Regions from separate parts of the Mus musculus genome. Here all the other regions are linked to region 1. Evidence: chromatin contacts called from public promoter capture Hi-C data. All regions are on one chromosome and are shown on one strand. Each heading gives the region's core, a stretch centred on a gene start, on an enhancer-like site or on the middle of the called end of the contact. The rest is flanking DNA. Distances are from core to core; before and after follow the strand shown. Region 1 holds the start of Raver2 (ribonucleoprotein, PTB-binding 2). Region 2 holds the start of Ak4 (adenylate kinase 4). Region 3 has its middle 61 kb from the start of Ube2uos.

Region 1 (4,094 bases), core at 372-2,871:
CCAATGGTAATGAGGTAGGCATTATCATATTCTATAAGTCACAGAGAACATGCAACTGTCACTAACCAGTCCTCTTGCAACTCTGTATGAACTCTGTATGAGGAATTTCATAACAGAATAGGGTGGGTTTATGAAATTCCTTCCGTGGTCCGACCTATCAAGGCAGATCTAGTTTACACCAAATACCTATACATGCAACGTACAAGCATCTTCAGGAAAACTGTAGGAAACCTAAAGAATGCTACATTGTTTCATGTTTTTGATAAAAAACAAAAACAAATGCATGTGCATACTTGTGCACAAGAAAAGGAAGAAAGACAACATGGTTATAGTTCAGTTGGTAGAGTGTTGCATGCATTCATGAAGTCTTGGGAGTAATAAACACACACTCTCTCATGCATGCAGGACTGTTGCGCCGAGCCTGTGGTACACACCTGAAATCCTAGCACATGGTAGGTGGAGAAAGGAGGATCAGAAATTCAAGGCCTGCCTGGGGATACTTGGCACGCTGTCTCAAAGAAAGAAAGGAGAGGAAAAGAGGGAAAAACAGAGAGAAAAAAATGGGGAGGGCTATGAATGAGAATGAATGAATATGAATCCCGAGAAAATCCTTCAAATTCTCTAGCGCTCCTACAATAAGATTTTAACTTTCGCAATCAGGGAAAAAAAAAAAAAGAAGTTAAGTCGACTCGGGCTTTCTAATCCAAGAAGCAACAGTTAATCTGGATTAAAGACTGCGAGCTGCTTAGCTTTAAACTCCGCGCAAGCACAGAAACAAATCCTGCCATACTTGGTTTGGCAGAAGGCTGCAAGACTGCCGGCGCAGTATCAGCCTCTGCTCTCTGCGGCCTTAACAAGCGGAGCAAAGTTGTTTCATACAAACTTGGTCAAGTGCTTCTGCAGAAGAACTCGCCCAGCTTTCCCGTGACCCCGCCCCCGTGGCAATCCAAGTCCCCAACACCCTACGCGGGACCCCTTCCCTTCTCGAGGGGCTCCGGAAGCCAGCCCCCTAAATCTGAGCTCCTCAGCTCCCCACCACGCGCCTTCACCTTCAACACCGCCTTGGGCTGGAGGGAACACAAAGTACAGACCAGACGTGGCAGCATCCGCCCCAGAACCCCCTGACCTTGCACGAGCCGCTCCGCCTTGCCCAGCCTCAGTTTCCCAACACGCTGCTCTCGCTGGCTGCAGAAAGGCTTCGTCGAGGCAAAGGGCTCTGGGCTCGGTGCGCATACCTCCTTCTCTCCTAGGCGCCGGGACCATTACGGTCTCCTCCGGTTTTGCGGTGTCCCCAAACCCGCCCCGGTCACCCCGGCCCGGTGCCCATACCTGGGAGCTGCTGTCCTGGGGCAGGTTTTTCACTAGGATTTTCCGCCGGTTGCTCAGCTCCCGTCGCATCCGCTGCAGCCGTGCAGCCACCTCCTGGGGGTGCAGCGCAGCCACCTCCCCCGGGCGCAGCGCGGGCTCCGCGGCCTCCCCCGCCGTCCCAGCAGAGGGTCCGGATCCCGAGCCCGCGCCCCCCGCGCCGCCTCCCCGCGCCGCCATCTTCCCGGCGCCCCGCTGCAGACTCGGAGAGGCCGGAGCGAAGCGGGAGAGAAAGCGGAGAGGCCGCGCGGGGGCGAGGCGGGCCGGACGCGGAGCAAGGGCGCGCGGGCGGGGGAGGCGCCGCAGCCGCCGACGCGGGAGGGGCGGAGCCCGGAGACACGCCCTATCCAGCCACGCCCCCGACGCTCCGCCCCCTCCCCCTGCAGGACACCTGCGGAATCTAGGACGCGGTAACATGGTGGGACTCGAACCCCTACCAACACTACCCCTAGCTCGCCGCGCTCGGCCTCGCCTCTCAAATCCGAGGGCCTCAGGCGCCACTGCGCAGGCCAGAGAACTCCTGGCCTCAATTCTGACACATCAAGAAGTGCGCATTTGGCAAAGTTAAGTTTTCGATGAAAAATAACATATGAGATTTATCTAAAAATATTCTGGGGGAAGGTTTGGTATTATTTAGTAAGACCTGAGCATAACAAATTTTCCTGGTTGTGTATAAGAAATCATTATCTTTCATCGGTCCCTTTGCGGCCTAAGATGACAACCTGGCTAGTTGTATTTGCAACACAAATCAAAGCTGAAACAAAGACTAGGACAGCTTCGGCAGAAGGCAGGGGAATAAGTTCCTTGATTATTTGAATTGAAACTTGGAAGGAGACATACTGTGGAAAGATATACCTAGTTAAAGTGAGATCTACAAAATATAATAAATACCCTTCAACTCTCACCAGCTGTAATGACTATTAGCAAATAGGAACACACACCTTACTTAAGTGTGCCCCATGAAAATGCACAAAAAAAAAAAAAAAAAAAAAAAAGCCTGTTTAACCCAGCAAGTGATCTGTTAAAGGAAAATGCTTTAAATATCATGAAAGGGCTGGAGAGATGGCGTATCGCTTTAGGGCACTTGCTGCTCTTGCAGAGGACCACAGTACTAATTCGAGTACCCAAGTCAGATGGCTCACAACTACCTGTAACTCTGCCTCCAGCGGATCCAATGCACTTTTCTGGCTTCCAGAGAAACACACACACACATCAAATGAATAAAATCATAAATTCAGTACTGAGCAGGTGCCACCCACATATTTCTAAGTATGTTACAGTGCTTCCCTTTAAAAAAAATCCAATTAGGCAAAGCTTATTTTCTTCCCATTACACATGAAGAAATGGAAGCTGGTGTGATTAGGCTCAATGTTCTAAATATTATAAAAATAAGTCATCTGTAATCACTCTACCCCAAAATTACGGTTAATAGTCCTCAGACTGTTCTAGAATACTTACATCATTAACATGAGTGAGGGCGGTGCCCCAGTATTTACAACCCTATTCCCTAGACACAGAGAGAAGATCCAATAGGCCTATTACAGTCTGTACCCACAGTGGAATATTGTTCAGCTATAAAAGGAAGGCGAAGGCTGCCAAAAGGTAGGTGAACCTCCAGATCATTAGGTGAAAGAAGATAGAGACGACAGTCACTCACTGTGTGATTCTTCTCATCAGGTAAATCCACAGAGCAAAACCAAGAGCTAGGCAAGGGTTGAGCAGAGCAGGCCATGGAACGCAATGGCTCCACTGGCTCACATGTCCCCGTGAAGCAATAGACATGTTCTGGAACTATAGAGAGGTGACGGTTGGCAAAAGCTGTAAATGCACCCAGTACCGCCGCAGGTCGTTTTTTAACTGATAATGGGAAGTACACCTTATAAACATGTCAGCTTATTTTTTTTTTCATGTTGCTCTGATTTAAAAACAAAACAAAATCTCCAACCAAAGCAAATTAAGGGAGAAGAGGCTTATTTCAGTCCACCATTCAAGGACAGAGTCACCCTAGCAGAGAGGTCAATGTAACAGAAGCTTGAAGCAGCTGCTCACAAGGCATCCACAAGCAGAAGCAGAGAACAGTGAGTGCATGGTCTCAGCTCTCTCTCTCCACTTCAGGATCCCAGCCAGGGAGTGGGAACTCCACAGGGCAGGGTGCCTGCTTAGTACTTCTGTTGACTTGACACAAGCTGGAGTCATCTGGAAAGAGAGAACCTTGATTGAGGAATTGCCTCCATCAGATTAACCCATAAGCAAGTCTGTGGGGCACTTTTTTTTTTTGGATGAATGATCATTTTTATTTTAAACTTTATCCTTTTGAACTTAAAATTTCATGCATCTTAAACCTAAATGATGCATGGTTTTATAGAGCTGAAGGACTTTGAAAGGGATAGTCTTCAAAGTGGGCCAGAACCAAGAATAGCCTCAACAAGTGCTGTGTACCCAGACTCACTCATTAAGGTTCAGAACGTATATTTACCCAAATGAGCACCGTCTCCTTGACAAACATCTATTAAAGGTCTGCTAAGTTCTAAACAATAGATATATAAAGACACTGAGAGTTCAGAAATAATACAATAAGCATCCTGACTGATAAGGGCCAGGCCTCACTGGGAGAGAATCATATAATGATTATAATTAAGTGCCGCTAATGAGTTTGCAAGCAGAACTCCAGGGCAGCCCTGAGAAGCAGTGATCTGAGTGACGTCAGCGATGCTGCGTTTGCTTGAGGT
Region 2 (4,070 bases), core at 1,348-3,847, 350 kb before region 1:
CAGGACCCACATGTCAATCATTTGTAACTCCAGTTTCATGGGATCTGATGCCCTCTTTTGATCACTATGGGTACCAGGCATGAACGTGGTTCGCATAGAGATGCAATATCCATACCTGTAAAATAATAAATTAGCCTTTAAAAAAATAGGGGGGGGGGAGAACAAAAGACAGCCAAATAAAAAGCTTTCCAAACTCCTAAGTAGAAAAATAAGCTATCTCTTATCTTAGAGCCATGTGTAGAGGGAAGCACAGGCCTTTAAACTCAGCATTCAGGAGGCAGAGGCAGAGGGATCTCAGAGTTTGAGACCAGCCTGACCTACAAAGCTAGTTCCAGGATCCAGGTCTAGTTGTACAATGATAACAGAAGTCATTGCCCTCCTGTTTGACAGCAAGCGCAGGAGAGCCTGGGAGACAGCTTCCTTCTCCAACCTGAGAGAAGCATCGCGGAGATCCGAATCCCCTCAACAGGCTCGCCTGACCATTAGGCTACCAGACTCCCCAACTGCCTCAGCATGATGGCCGCCAACTATATGGAAGTAAATGGTGACTTCAAAATCAAGTGCATGGCCTTTGAGTGAAGCCAGACAGCCTACCCAATAAAGGCAGCTAGCCTGACTCCCTTTGATGGTGATGATGATGAATAATTACTATTATTATTAAAGAAAAATGCCTATAGTCAAGCCAGAGGTTCAGTGTAAAACTTTCCATTCCAGAAGGAACTGCAGAGGATGTTAGGAAATGTGCTGGGTATTAAACTACCTTGACTCAGCTATCTTTCTCTATAGCCTTACTGGGAGAGCCCCAACCCCATGCACAACCCCTCCAACTGTATTGCCCCCCCTCCCAAACTGTATTCCAAATGCTGAAAGACCATGAGAGAGGAGGGGACCGCCTGTATGGAGCTCAAGAGTACAGTGCTTCCCGAGCGTTCATACAGGCATGAAGGTCGACAGAGAAAATGGATCTCACTGGGGAGTGGAGTGTACTGATACAGTAACTATCTCAAATCTATGGGCAGGTGAGGTGGATCAAAGTATGAATAAAGGCACTTGACACGGGGAGCTCCCCGTGCACAAAGCTAGTACCACACTCAAATAACAAATAAATAAGATTTTAAATTCTAATTTAAAACCGGTTTTGAATGTCGCTCCATGGTGCGGTACCTGCCTAGATTATTAGAAGACCCGGTACGCACAAACGCTTCTATCTCTGACACACATATGAGGGAAAGTACCCCTGATTGTCCAAATAAAGGCTGGTCTTTGCAACCTGCTTCAGGGTATAATAAGTAGCTTTTCAGATGCTTCAAGAGGTTGCTTTTAATCGCTTTCCAACATTGTCCTCCACCCACCTGTTCATGATCCTAGGTGCTTCTGAAATGCAGATTTATTAACAATTAACCCATAACAAGCCATAACCACCGTGCACACAAATGAGAACAGAAATAGGGAAGGATCTTATGGGCAACACATTTCATAAGGGGTTTGCTAATTAACACTCATCAGCATCCCAGGATGGTCTGCGCCCCACAGTAGCACGCGGATAACTCACCTTCTTTGGAACCGAGGAAGAGGGGAGAAGGGAGACACTTGCAAGACTAAGTGATGGGGCGATCTAGACCCCCAACTTCACCGCATCCGCCAAGGGACAACCTCAAAAGGCCACTTGCAGCAAAGCTGCACTCAAAATGCAATCTTTCAGAACAAGTCTCCGGGTCTGCAGGCGGCCAAGCTGGGCTTGAGGAGGGGGGGGGGGGGTTAGCAGGGACAGTTCGTCGCGGCCGCCTGCACCGACCACAGGCCTTTCACCGCCACGCAGCACTTAGCTCCAGGCTGGAGCGCGCGCGAGAGGCCGTGGGGGAGCGAGCCGCAGAGTCCCAGAGCGCCAGCGGCCGCGACTCCCACAGGTGGGCGGCGCGGTGCTCGTCTCCTCGCGGGGGAAGGCGACCCGCGGTTGAGAAGGACCACAACTGGGAACCCAGGGGCTCGGCTTTCGGCAGGCGGCACGAGAGGCCAGTTAGGGTCCCCGCCGAGAGGCTCGCGTTTCCCTCGGCCTGCCGTGCAGGGTCCCTTCCCACGCGCGTGCGGCCAGTGCAGTCCGAGGCGCTGCCGAGCAGCCTCGGCCTCCCCCGGGCGCGGTTAAGCAGCGCGGGCGGGCGGGCAGGCTGGCGGCCGGCTGCATGCGCCGCGGCACGTACAAGCCCGCACGGGCACACGCGGGCGGGGGCAGGGCGCCGGCGCCGAGGGGACCCGAGCCCGCGACCGCCCTGCTCCCGGCCCGACCAACCCGCCAGACTCGTCTCTACCCTCACTCCCCCCGCCTTAGCTCCTCACCCGTGCCGGTCTTGAGGTTCTCCCGCAACAAGTGGCCGCTGGAGAGATGCTGGAGGCCAAAGTTCTGGGCGATCCTTTCGCAAACGGTGCCCTTGCCAGAGCCGGGCGGCCCGAGGATGACCGCGCGCAGGAGTTTGGAAGCCATGGCTTTGGCGGTGGCCAGGACGGCAGCCCGCGCACTTTGCCCAGCAGCCCCTGCCTCGACACCCTCCGCACGCGGGGACTCGCCTGCCACCCCTACAGGGGAAAGGAGAGGCTTTAAAGACTGCCCCGCCCCTCGGCCCCGCCCTCCGCCACCTCCTCGGGCCCCGGCCGCTCCGGTGAACCGTCGCAGCCCCCACCCCACCCCCACTCCCATCCCCCGGCCTGCAAGCTCGGCCCTCTGGGGTCAGAGGTCAGTCAGACCCACCCGAGTCCTTCCCTGCTGCCCAGTCCAGGCGCGCAACTCCGGGAAGCCCCTGCCGGTCCCCGCACGTGGGCAGAGTGGGAGCAGCTCTCCGGGCGCTTCTCGGTGACTGTCGCTTCCCCCCACAGTGGCCGCTGCCTGCAACTGGAGGGGCCCACCTCCGTCCCGAGCAGCCGGGGAGACACACACCTCGGTGGAAAGGAGCGCGGCCAGACTTAGCCCGGATCCCGCTGGGCGGCGCCGCCTCTGCCGGGCTGGCCGCGCGGGACTCGCTGCTTCTTACGTAAGCCGGGAGCCGGCTCCACGCTACCGCCGCCGCGCCCCCTCCTCTCCCCTCCCGGCGTGTCCGGAGCCAGGCTGAGGCTGCGGGGGCGAACGGAGATGAAGACGCCCAGAGAGAAAGGAACCGCCTGGGGACCCGGTCTATTGTCAAGGGGAAGGAAAAACACAACTTGTTGAGCGCCTACCCTGTGTCCAATTCTAGGCTGTGTGATTTTATTATGCAACCTTTACAGGTACCGATGGAGGAAGGCTTGGAATATGTACGCACCATTCGTTCATATACTTAGCAGTGTAAAGTGGAGATCTCTTTGTTTTAATCCCTGTGAGGGAATCAAAACGCCTGAGACTGTCCCTTAAACCAGGGTGGTTTACACCAGTGTTCACTGCAGGCCCTGGCAAGAGTAGAAAGTTGTGGGCGGGCCTGAACTTATTACTTACTTATTGAGACCTAATCTCAAAAAAAAAAAAAAAAAAAAAAAGTAAAAAAAGATCTATTGTATACCCAACGCTCTTCTTTTTGCTTGATATACAACAACAACAAATGATCGAATCCTGGCCCCATAGTTGCAGCCAAAGTTTTAAAACCTTGACTGGCTCCATCCAATGCCAGCGCCCTGAAGAGGAGGAAGAGAAGGATGACTTTGGCTGTACTCCGAGGAAGAGAGAGAAGGACAGAGGATCCCAGGGCTTCTTTGCCAAGGATATAATACTCTCGACTCTGCTCACCACCTCAAACGGCGGCTTTCTTTTCCTTGCCCCTCACATACCAACCAATACTCCCACATGCCTCAGCCTTTGCTTTGATTTGTTTGAGACAGGGCTTCTCTTCACAGCCCAGGATGGTCTTGAACTCACCATGCTTTTGCCACTGCCTTTTTTTTTTTAACTAGGTATTTTTTTTTCATTTACATTTCCAGTGCTATCCCAAAAGTTCCCCCATATCCTCCCCCACTCCGTCGCCATCCACTCCCACTTCTTGGCCCTGGCGTTCCCCTGTACTGGGGCATATAAAGTTTGCATGTCCAATGGGCCTCTCTTTCCAGTGATG
Region 3 (4,526 bases), core at 1,062-3,561, 480 kb after region 1:
GAATGCCAGGTCAGGTTGGATTTTGGTCTTAAACCAGCAGCTTCTGCAGTCCATCCCTCAGTGATTTAGTCTGCTATTCTAGTTTAGGAGGTGTTTCCAAACCTCCATAGAATACAGGCAACTCTGGATCAGAATAGGCCCAGCCATTCTACAGTTCCTGTGTTCTGAGCCATTCTTGGACTGAAAATGTGACTTAGAACCTTGCTTTAGGACCACTCATATCAATTTCTTAGGAGATGTTAAAGCCCTCTGCCCTAGGCTGTCCAAGATATTCAGTCTCCTAACTGAAGTGTAAATGTCCAGAACTTTAAGATTTAAAAAAAAAAATGGAAACACTAACACACACACACACACACACACACACACACACACAGAGAGAGAGAGAGAGAGAGAGAGAGAGAGAGAGAGAGAGAGAGAGAGAGAGAGAGAACATGTATTAAACATGTATTTATTTTAGGTGGTACTGGGTATTGCGTTATGCTAGGTAAGCACATGACATCCCCAGCCTTCTCTTTTCCTTACTATTTTGAGATAGGGCCTCACTAATTTGCTCAGGCTAGCCTTGAATGCATAGCCTTGCTTTAGCGCAGAGGGTGTAAACTACCCCCTGAATCACAATAAGTAAATATCTGAATGGATGAACAGAGAAGCCGACATTTCCTGGAAAGTTTGCTCTCTAGCGTTGAATACATCTTACGGTAGCCTGTTGCTTTAAATGGAAATAGGAACCAATATCATCATCCTTTCTGCTTTCTTAGCCCCTCAGTCTTGAACAGAGGTAAAGTCTGGAGCTCTTGCAGCCCTGTTGAGAAAGGCACTGGAACAAAAGGCAGCACTCCACATACAGAAGTGTGGAAAAGAAGCAAGCTTGGCCCTTGGTAGTGTCAACCCACCACCAGCTTTGTGGGGCCAGCCCCACCTGACCCAGAGCAGCTGCTTCTTCCTCTTCCTTATCCTCTTCCTCCTCCTCCTCTTTCTTCTTCTTCTTCTTCTTCTTCTTCTTCTTCTTCTTCTTCTTCTTCTTCTTCTTCTTCTTCTTCCTCTTCCTCTTCCTCTTCCTCTTCCTCTTCCTCTTCCTCTTCCTCTTCCTCTTCTTCTTCTGTAGTATAGAATAGAGTTTATTCAGTGCATGGGGAGGGGAGTTAAGAGGGTAGTTGAGAGACACAGAGAATAGAGGTTGGCCATGAGCACGTGGAGAGAGAGGGGGAAAGAGAATGGGGAGGAGGAAGGGGGAGGGAAAAGCAAGGGAGCAAGAGAGGAGCAGGAGCGACCTGGAGCTTCTGATTTTGAGAGGAAAATGAATCTCTGTCTCTTTAAGCCTCTTTTGGACTGCTACCTCTCTCTCTCTCTCTCTCTCTCTCTCTCTCTCTCTCTCTCTCTCTCTCTCTCTGTGCCTATGCGTGTGTGTGTGTGTGTGTGTGTGTGTGTTCCTATCAGTCATATAATATGGGGATCCATAGATATTAAAACCTTGGTGAACATTAAAGTAAATATATCCTTTTAATAACCTTCCCTATTGACATTGGGTTTATTTTAGATTGCTGTAACGTAACTGTCTGTCACATGTAGAGTTAGCCAGGACAATATTAAGTGTGTAGGTTCCCTTAGAAATGGCTAGTGGCTTGTGAGCACACCTGCCTGGGACACACCGTTTCTCCTCTGCAGAAAGCCCTTTTCTCTATCAGGGGAGCACTGTTACCAAGGGCTCCTCCCTGAGACATGTAAAAAGCCCCAGGAGATGATATTGCATGTTGTAATTGTATTTGTTGAAACAAAATTCAATTAGTAAATTTAATTATCCTTGGCTTTTAGGGGGATCGCTTTCCGTTTGGATTCCAGTGTGGTCTCTAGAACTCAAAAATAAGACGAAGAACAGGGGAGAGGGTCTGGACTTTGAGGCCACAAATAAAAGCAAAAAGGGGCCTGCAGCTCTTCTGCAGAGCAGTGTGCAGCAAACAAGAGCTAGCTTTTCTTTGCGTGCCTGATAAAAACCTCAAACCACGTGGGCTTTGCTTTGGCATCTGGATATCAGATTAGTCGGAAAGAACACAGGTTTGGAAGGGTGGTTAAGCTATGGAACTGTTTAGTACAAGATTTGAGCGTCTCTCCCTCCTCCTTCTTTCCCCTGGGGAGGGAGAAGAGAGACAGGGAGGGGATGGGAAAGAAGGGAAGGGAATAAAAGGAAAGGTAATAGGGAGGGAGAGGAGAAGGGGGGTGGGGAGGGGAAGGGACAAGGAAGGGAAAAGAACTGTCAGTGTTCTCAGAGTCTCCCAACCTGTAATGAGAAGGAGGCAAAGGCGCTCTGGGTGGAGATCAGGCTCGGGAGCTTTCTTGTTGGTACCTAGGGCACTCCCGCCCCCTCCTCCCAGGGCGGGCATTAGGCACTGGAAGTCATTGAGCAGGATCACAGGGGCTCTGGCATCTGACAGGCAGGATTGACTGACTTCTCCAGGTTGGCTCTGACTTTACCGAGCAGCACTATCGTTAAGCTAGAGTAATTTCCTCTTAGAAAGCCTTTCCCGCGGTGTGGAAACGTCTTCCCTAGGGAAGCACAGCGGTCCCACTCATAAATGCTCTTGGTTTCTGCCAGCCTTTCAAAGTGCTTGGCTTCTGGGAACCTCAGAGCCTGAGCACGGGCACAGCGGCTAACGGGCGCCACCTTCAGGGAGAGAGGAGTAGGAACAATAAGGCAGATTTTCTAAAGCTGTCTTAGGCTGTAGTGATACCGATACCACTGTTTTTGGGGGGATGTTTAGAAGTTAAGTTTCCCATCTTCTCTCCTACTCTCTTCTCGGAAGTCTGTGAGTCACAAAACTGGAACTCACACTCGTGTAGACTTGAGCTTCAGATTCGCCTCATGTGGTGAAGGCGAAGAGATCCCTTCCAGCGATAGGTGTCCTAACTAAATGGCTTGTCACACCCCAGGGGCAGATTTAAGAAAAATCTCCCACCAAAATGCATCTCAAAGTGCTATGTATGGATGCTCTTCAAAGCCATCCGTGTAGCTGATGGGTTTGAATTCAGGTCTCTGGAAACTGATTTTTCTATCATAGTCTATCAGATGAATTATCAGAAGTACAACTTCTTTTATGAAATGCACAAGGCTCACTGCAGGTCTGCGCCGCTGCTTTTAGTATTTTATAATGCATTTGTGCATTTTTTTTTTTTTGGTCTTCTCAGCAGCCTTAACAACTGAGGTGTCATTCATTATTGCCTATCCTGCTGGACTAGAGAAACCAGTGTGAAAGTGGGTTAACTCCTATCCCCTGGCCACAGTTTGCAAGCATGTGACTGGCTCTTGATGTCAGACTCCAAATTTGGAATCCCCCACCAGCAACCCCTGCTGTTGCCTGTGGGGTAAAGAGTAAGAAATTCTCTCAAACTAGAACTGTTTTGTTTCTAAATGTTTCTATTTCAGCTTGCATGTATTTTTGACATATTTTTCCATTGGCAGCTAAAAATAGAAAATATAGCCATAGCTTGGTAATGAAAGAACTCTTATGATATTTTAGGAAACATTCTCGTTCCACATGGAATTATTTTAGAAATCAAAAGCAGAAAGATCTCTGGGCAATCTCCAAATATTTACTAAAAACAACTTCTAAATAATACATGGATCAAAGAATACAAACAAAATTAGGCCTCTTTTAGTTTTAGTGAAAATTTGAAACATAACAGTTCCTTGGATTGCCAGGGAAGCAAGAGGAACTGAGGGGGACTTTACTCAGGGTTGGTCTCCTTTCCAAAAATGTGGAGTCCAGAAGTGTCTCAGAATGCTTGCTTAGCCATTACAACTTCAGTATGGCCTAACCAGGAACCCCCAAATCCAAGACATTCTGAAATCTGAAATACCCTAAAACCGGAAATTGTTTGCATGTTGGCTCTCACTTTGCAGGGAGCGGAGGAGAGTAGGCAGGATTTTTGGATTAAAGATAATAAGTCTGTTGGATTAAATTCTTGGGTTTGGGGAAAAGTCTTCAGTTTAGGTATCAGCTTCCAGTGTAAGGAATTGGGGCTGGGGGAGTAAGTTAAGCCTAGCACGGTGGGATGCACCTGTACTCCCAGTTGCAAGAGGGTGAAGTTAAGTCTATGCAAGTAGATCAAACAGTGAGAACCTAACTCGAGGACCCCTCCCAAACAAGCATTGCTTGAAACAAACTGAAAACAAGAGTGAGCTGAACTCAGAGGAAGCCGCAGAGGTAAATGAAGAATAGTGTGGCAGAAATTTTAAATTACATTGGTGTATGTGTGTGTGTGTGTGTGTGCAGGCACACACGCAAGCACATGTGTGCACATACATACCTGCATGCTACAGAGAACTTGTGGAGGTCAGAGAACAATTATCAGGACTCGTCTTTCCCCTATTACATAGTCTTTAAGGGATGGAACTCAGGCCCTTAGGCTTGGCAGAAAGTACATATATTTCCTCATATACTTCAACCCTTGCTAATAATTTGACCAAGAACAAAAAGGAATTGAGAAATTACAAAAGCCCAAAGCATAAAAAAACAACAAATAAACAAACA

Evidence for each region. Promoter capture Hi-C pulls out the DNA fragments that hold promoters and counts their contacts. Capture Hi-C pulls out chosen DNA fragments and counts their contacts.
Region 2: a contact with region 1 is called in a promoter capture Hi-C map of adipose tissue. The contact joins the promoter of Ak4 here to the promoter of Raver2 in region 1. A contact is called at or near these places in 1 of 39 promoter capture datasets (the C10 cell line), 1 of 484 Hi-C or Micro-C datasets (embryonic stem cells) and 2 of 9 other capture datasets (adipose tissue and liver).
Region 3: a contact with region 1 is called in a promoter capture Hi-C map of hippocampal neurons, with 4 times the contacts expected there. The contact joins the enhancer-like site here to the promoter of Raver2 in region 1. A contact is called at or near these places in 4 of 39 promoter capture datasets (cranial neural crest, embryonic stem cells, frontonasal cranial neural crest and 1 more) and 6 of 115 datasets of contacts at active chromatin or transcription factors (embryonic limb bud, embryonic midbrain, embryonic stem cells and 2 more).

Annotation. Positions count from the first base shown.
Region 1 is chr4:101,066,565-101,070,658 of GRCm38.p6, reverse strand. Raver2 (ribonucleoprotein, PTB-binding 2) reads right to left here and starts at 1,621. Exons shown (of 12, transcript NM_183024.1): 1 at 1,330-1,621. The coding sequence starts at 1,545. Gm35956 (a long non-coding RNA gene) reads right to left here and starts at 1,322. Exons shown (of 2, transcript XR_867959.2): 1 at 1-1,322.
Region 2 is chr4:101,418,230-101,422,299 of GRCm38.p6, reverse strand. Ak4 (adenylate kinase 4) reads right to left here and starts at 2,597. Exons shown (of 5, transcript NM_009647.5): 1 at 2,335-2,597. The coding sequence starts at 2,479.
Region 3 is chr4:100,586,531-100,591,056 of GRCm38.p6, reverse strand. No RefSeq gene overlaps it. Among named protein-coding and RNA genes, the nearest start is that of Ube2uos, 61 kb to the right of the region's middle. Within about 2 kb of position 2,311, at least 61 of the 459 cell types and tissues checked have an H3K27ac peak or open chromatin away from gene starts, as enhancers often do. A contact at or near this core is called in embryonic limb bud, hippocampal neurons and neural tube, where this site is marked.